Regions from separate parts of the Mus musculus genome. Here region 1 is linked to region 2. The links are chromatin contacts, called in public Hi-C maps. All regions are on one chromosome and are shown on one strand. Each heading gives the region's core, a stretch centred on a gene start, on an enhancer-like site or on the middle of the called end of the contact. The rest is flanking DNA. Distances are from core to core; before and after follow the strand shown.

Evidence for each region. Hi-C and Micro-C count contacts between places; a contact is called where the count stands out from the background.
Region 1: a contact with region 2 is called in a Hi-C map of muscle stem cells, with 3 times the contacts expected there. The contact joins the enhancer-like site here to the promoter of Lpin3 in region 2. A contact is called at or near these places in 1 of 39 promoter capture datasets (macrophages), 1 of 15 datasets of contacts at CTCF or cohesin (the NIH/3T3 cell line), 20 of 484 Hi-C or Micro-C datasets (the C2C12 cell line, the G1E-ER4 cell line, the HL-1 cell line and 13 more), 1 of 115 datasets of contacts at active chromatin or transcription factors (embryonic stem cells) and 1 of 9 other capture datasets (pancreatic islet).

What each region holds. Positions count from the first base shown.
Region 1 is chr2:160,939,722-160,942,670 of GRCm38.p6, forward strand. No RefSeq gene overlaps it. Among named protein-coding and RNA genes, the nearest start is that of Emilin3, 29 kb to the left of the region's middle. Within about 2 kb of position 1,585, at least 24 of the 459 cell types and tissues checked have an H3K27ac peak or open chromatin away from gene starts, as enhancers often do. A contact at or near this core is called in the C2C12 cell line, Sertoli cells, cerebellum and 2 more, where this site is marked.
Region 2 is chr2:160,886,789-160,889,687 of GRCm38.p6, forward strand. It overlaps Lpin3 (lipin 3), which reads left to right and starts at 1,380. Exons shown (of 20, transcript NM_001199118.1): 1 at 1,380-1,429.

The DNA.
Region 1 (2,949 bases), core at 335-2,834, 53 kb after region 2:
CATGTTTGCGTATGGCTCTGCAGCTGTAGTGCCTGGGTCACCTGTGCCCCCCCTCTCTATACATCGATCATGTTAGTATGTAGTTTTGAGGTTTGTTATCTATCTAACACATCTATACCTAAACATGTTAGGGTGGGTGACTTCATATATGTCACATGTGTGTTATGGGAGTTCCCTGGCTCCGGGCTTCACTTCTCCCACATCCCACCCACTCCGATGGGGAGACTGCTGCCAGGGCCTCTGCAGTAGGCAAGGCCACTTTAAGCAATCCTTTCCTCTCTTCCACCTCCAGCTTCCACCTCAGTATTTGTGAACAATCTGGTCCCTATCAACTCTAGGAGGAAGACAGGTCTGTACATCTTGGTCTAGCCCATAGAGGTTTCAAAAGTTCCTTGGTCTCCAGCCAAAGTTTTTACAAAAAAGCCTCATGGGGAACAGACTAATAGGGAGGTAGGGATCCTGCCTGGGAGACTCAGGACTCCTGCTCTAAGGCAAGATTGAATGGGAATATCAGTGCTGAGCCCCAGCCAGGGAGAGGGCCCTGCAGTCTAAGGTTGAGCCTAGCCTGGAGACCTCCTACCCCAACAAGGGGAGCACAGCAACTCATGGTTCCATGGTGGGGCAACGGAGCTGGAGGGGCCTTCTTCATTAAACAGACACAGGAGAAGAGGCCCAGGCCATGTGGCATCTCAGCATCCATCAGCCTGTGCTGAGAGCATCCTGGAGTCAGCCCCAATTGTAAGCAGCTGGTAGTTTCCTGTGGCTTTCTAGTAGCAGGCTCTGAGCCTCTTCCTCTGGTCTGAAGGGAACAAAAGCCCCCCCAGGTCCCTGAAATAGCGAAGTCAGGGGTTTCCCAGCACCTAAGTAGTGCTGGGGGTGTTGGGGTCATTTCTCCCAATCCCACAGAGGCACAGAGAAAAGTCTGTGATGCTCCTGCCTATACCATGATGAAGGTCTTCCTCTGTGTTCCCACAGGGTTTTATTCCAGAGTCCCAAGGGGTTCAAGCAAAAATTGTCCAAGGGTGTAAGAATTCTTCCTGAATAGTAGGTAGTTCAGACAACAGGGGCCATGTTTTACTGGCCTGTGGATGAGAGCATTTATAAGAGTTACCATATCCATGTAAGAAGGGTGGCTTTTGGGGTCCCAGGGATGAGAGCTGGGAAGTTGGCCCAGATTAGGAGGGGATTCCTGGATGCTGGAAATACATATAGGATCCAAAAGATGCTGAGACCTTGTGTCCAATCCCTGCGGATTCCTACTTCTCCCTCCCTCCCTCCTTGGCCATCTGGGCTTTGCTGTCTGGAAAGTCTGAAATCGAGTGGAAAAGCCTGGGTCAGAGCTGAAGCGGGGGCGGGAAGGGCATGATGGGAGTGGTGTCTAGGCAGCTCCAGCTGTCTTGGTCCATCACACCACGGGCATGCTGGGGATTGCTCTCCCTTTCCTCTGGCCACTGCTCCCAGTATTCAGACCTGCAGGGGGCTATAGAGAGTGTCACTTTTGGCAATCATTAAGGGTCTGGGAGCCCAGAGACACTGGGAGAAAACCGAGGTTATCTGAAGGGTGTTGTTGCTACAGTCACAGGCACTCCAACAGGGCCTGAGTAGGGGCCCAAGGACACATTACTCAGGGGACTTTCTTAAGCTACTTGTCTGGCCTCAGTGTTGCATTGAAACCTCCAGATAAGCCTGCTGCTTTTAAAGCCAGGGCATGGGAGTCACCTCCCTCCACACGGAATCTGCTTCTGTATCTCCTGTTACCTTCGGATTGTATCAGGAACCTGTCGGCACCCACGGGTCTGTAATCGCTCACACTGAGCTCTGTGAGCGAGGCTCAGCCTGCAGCCAGATACTTGTCTGCTTCAAGTAAAATAACTCAGTGTGAAAATAACTGATGGCAGACACTTAAGAGTCAGGGAATCGAGCGTGTTCGGGGCTTGAGAAGGCAACCGTTGTGAGGCCCTATGTGTACAGCCTTGTCACGGCAGGAAGACACTGTTCCACAGCAAATCTCCTCATGGCTGGGGGAGGCACTTACAAAGCCCCACCCCTAGCAGAGGCACTCACTACTGATAGCTTCGAGGGGCAGAAGATCAGTTTTCTTCAGGGATGCGGCTACTGGGAAGTTGTCCATACTCCAATGGATGGCCCCATATCCACACACACACTAGAAACACTTATGGATCCAGCAGACTAACAGAAGAGACTACGGAGATGGGAGGAAGATGTGGTGTGGGAAGGAGTCTGGGAGAAGTTGGAGGGGTTGTAGGAGGGTAACTATGAACAAAATACATCGTGTAAATGCAGGGCATTCTCAAAGAATAAATAAAATACATTTTAAAATATCAAGGATAAGGGAACATCTGCGTTTCCATGCTCTGTGGAATGAGGGATGGACCAGCACAGAGCTCACATCCCTGTAAGGCAGACACCAGCTACTGAGGTACCATGCGTTTCCATGCTCTGTGGAATGAGGGATGAACCAGCACAGAGCTCACATCCCTGTAAGGCAGACACCAGCTACTGAGGTACCAGCTAAGTAGCCACGTGCCAAGCTTCTGATCTCCATCACCTCCTGCCACCTTAAGCCTCCACGTCATCCAGGTGTGTCATCCTGAGTAGTAGGAGCCCTGAGAAGTAGACATCCAAGTTCACAAACACTGCTGTGCCTAGGGCAGCGGTTCTCAACCTGTGGGTCACAACCCCTTTGACTAACCTCGACCTCCAAAAGTACCTTACGATTCATAATAGGAGCAAGATTGCAGTTATGAAGTTGCAATAAAAACAATTTTATGGTCAAGGGTCGCCACAACATGTGGAACTGTTACTAAAGGGTTTGCAGCATTAGGAAGGTTGGGAACTGGGGCTGGAGGGATGGCTCACAATCATCTGTAATGAGATCTGATGCCCTCTTGTGGTGTATCTGAAGACAGCTACAGTGTACTCACATAC
Region 2 (2,899 bases), core at 130-2,629:
TACATAATGACTCTTAACAGTAGCAAAATTACAGTTATGAAGTAGCAACAAAAATAATTTTTATGATTGGAGGTCACCACAGCATGAGGAACTGAATCAGGTCACAGCATTAGGAAGTTTGAGAACCACTGATTTGGAGTGTATACAGCGTGTACGATGGCTTCACAGCCTGCCCGAGATACCTTGTAAGTGTGGATTACGGTTATTCAACTCAGAAGCAAGCACCTTTACTGGCTGAACCATTTTTGTTTGTGTGTCTGTCTGTTAGTTTTGTTTTTTCCAGACAGGGTTTTTATGGGTCTCCCTGGCTGTCCCAGAACTACCTCTGAAGGACATCTTACCTTGAAACTCTGGCATCTGCCTGCCCCTGCCTCCCAGTGTTGGTATAAAGGTGTGCGCCACCGTGCTGGGTTGAATGAGCCATCTTTTAGGCAAAGCCTGACCGTGTGTGCTTTTTCGAACAAACGCCTTCAGCGTCTCATGTTTTCCAGCACATCTTGTTTGCAGGGATCATCCATACAGGTAGTCGGAGAGGTCTCTGAGTCAGGGATTCAAAGTCATTCCTGGCTGGCCCCTTGGGTTTATTGCCTACAAATCTGCTCACTTGTCTTGCTCTTGAGAGTGTTGGGTGGTGAGAAAGTGTGATTGGGTGAGAAGACTGGTCACCATCTGCCCTCTGCTGGCCCGTGGTAGTATTAAGCGCACTGCCCACTCGCTAAAGTGTCTGATAGATGACTGAGCAGGTTTGCAATAGCACTGAGCGTATGAAGGTGGTCCGTTCTTAAAGGCGTTCAAGCTCGGTTGAAGCTGGGTGGTGTAACGGTGGTAGATCTCTTTGCGTGTACCACCGAGTTTTGATGTCAGTATGCAAAAACAAACAAGACTGACATTAACTGAGCAAATAAGACATTCCAACTGTGAGCATATAGGTAGTTAGACCTCGGCTAGAAAGGGGGTGTGGAGGATCAAGAAACGCTGTTCCCGGGATGGGAAATACAAGCGCCAAGCCCTCGACAAAGATATTCGTGTTCTCCGTCAAATCTTACAAGTAGCTTTCCTCTGGTATCCGTGGGAGATTCGCTCAAGGTCACAGAGGCAGGTAGTAAGGAACAGGACGTAGGTAGACGCGGTTCTAAAGTCCGTACGTCTTTCGTGCTCCTGTCGTGACAGCTGGTGTGGCCACGGGTGTGGCTGGGAACGAGTCAGAGCCCCGAAGTCTGTTGCTCCCCATAGGAAAAAGGGCGCCCTGGAGTGGGACCACGGGACGGGGGCGGGGTCTTCTCGAAGTGAAGGGTGGAGCCTGGACTGACCGGGAACAGTGAGAGCCGCACCTGGTTGGTGGAAGGAGTGGAGACCGGATCTCACCGGGTCTCAGAGAAAGCGGAAGTGCCGGGACCTGGACCCTTACCTGTGGAACCTCTGCGTACAGGTAGAGGCGGCGTTTCTGGGTCTCAGTGGTCCTCGGGAGGGAAGTTTCAACGTAGAAACCTAGCCCATAGGAAAACAAAATATGTTTTTCTTCCACTCTGTTCTATCTCATTTTCACGTCAAGGGACAGAGACCACAGGGAGCTAGGGAAAGAGTAGGGGAAGGCTGGCTTCACTTCCTGCCCCTTCCCCTGCGAGCTCCCTGGATAGCCAGGACTAGGAAGCTAGAGAGGAATGCCAGAACCTTTTAGAGAGGCTTCCCAAGACTGGCGGCGTGTCCTTGGTAATAAGAGTCCTCAGTTGCAAAGAGTGTCCCTGGCCCTTGTCTGGCCTGTCTTGCCTGTCAATGAGGGGAACTGAAGCGGCAGTTTCCCAATGCTGGGGAATTGTAACTTAGCGGTAGACCGCTTCCCTGGTATAAGGGCCCCTCCTTATACCCCTACTCTCTTTGGTGGCAGTTGGAAAGTCATCCCCACTCCATAACTCCCCCATCTCAATATCTGGGGTCCCAAGAGTCCAGAGGACCTTGGTTTGGCTTCCCTGTGGTAGAGACAAGCTAGCCCTAGAACTTTGAGGATATATCTAGCCTGGCTTGAACAAGGTACTCCACAAAGCCTGGAGTTCACCTTTCTATTTTGTAAATAGTGAGGTTCCCACTGGTCATGGTGTTGGGTGGCAGCCTACTGTGTCTAAACTGTTAACTGCAAGTAGAGACTGGCCTACTGCACAGCCCACAGCCTGAGTGAGTGTGGAAAAGTCACGATGCTGGTGTCTCTGCTAGATGTCACACACAGGCATAACACCTACTGTACAACAGGGCTGTATCCAAATTATCTCAGCGGGTACTCATCCCTGCCTGATACTATCTCCACTTAAAGAAGCTGGAACGAAGGCTCAGATAAATAGGGACTGGAGAGATGGCTCAGAGTTAAGAGCACTGGTTGCTCTTCTAGAGAACCCGGGTTCAATTCCCAGCAACCACATGGCAGCTCACATCTGTAATTCCAGTTCTGGGGTCTGACACCCTCACATAGACATAGATGCAGGCAAAGCACCAATGCACAGAAAAAAAATTAAAACAAAAATACTTAAAAAGAAAACCTCAGATAAATGAAGCATTTTGCCCTGGGAAGGGGCAAAGTATAGATTAGAACTCAGCCACTGTGGTGTTCTTACCCACAGTGCTTTGCTGCCATCAATAATCTGAGTCTCTAGTACTTAGCCTAAACAGTAGGACAGTCATGGAAGAAAAAAGTCAAAAAGGTTTCCTTAGGGGTGTTTGTGGGGTAGGGGTAGGATTTTACTTAGAGGTACCCGAAGCCCAAGAGAGTGGGAGTCTAGGTGAGATGAGTCTGACTTAAGGCCTATATTACAAGGGAAACTGAGAACCCGTGAATGAACCCGAATAATTCTGGTGACATCATCCCATGTAGCCACCTCTGCCATCCAGCTCCTTTTGCTTGGGTTAGTGA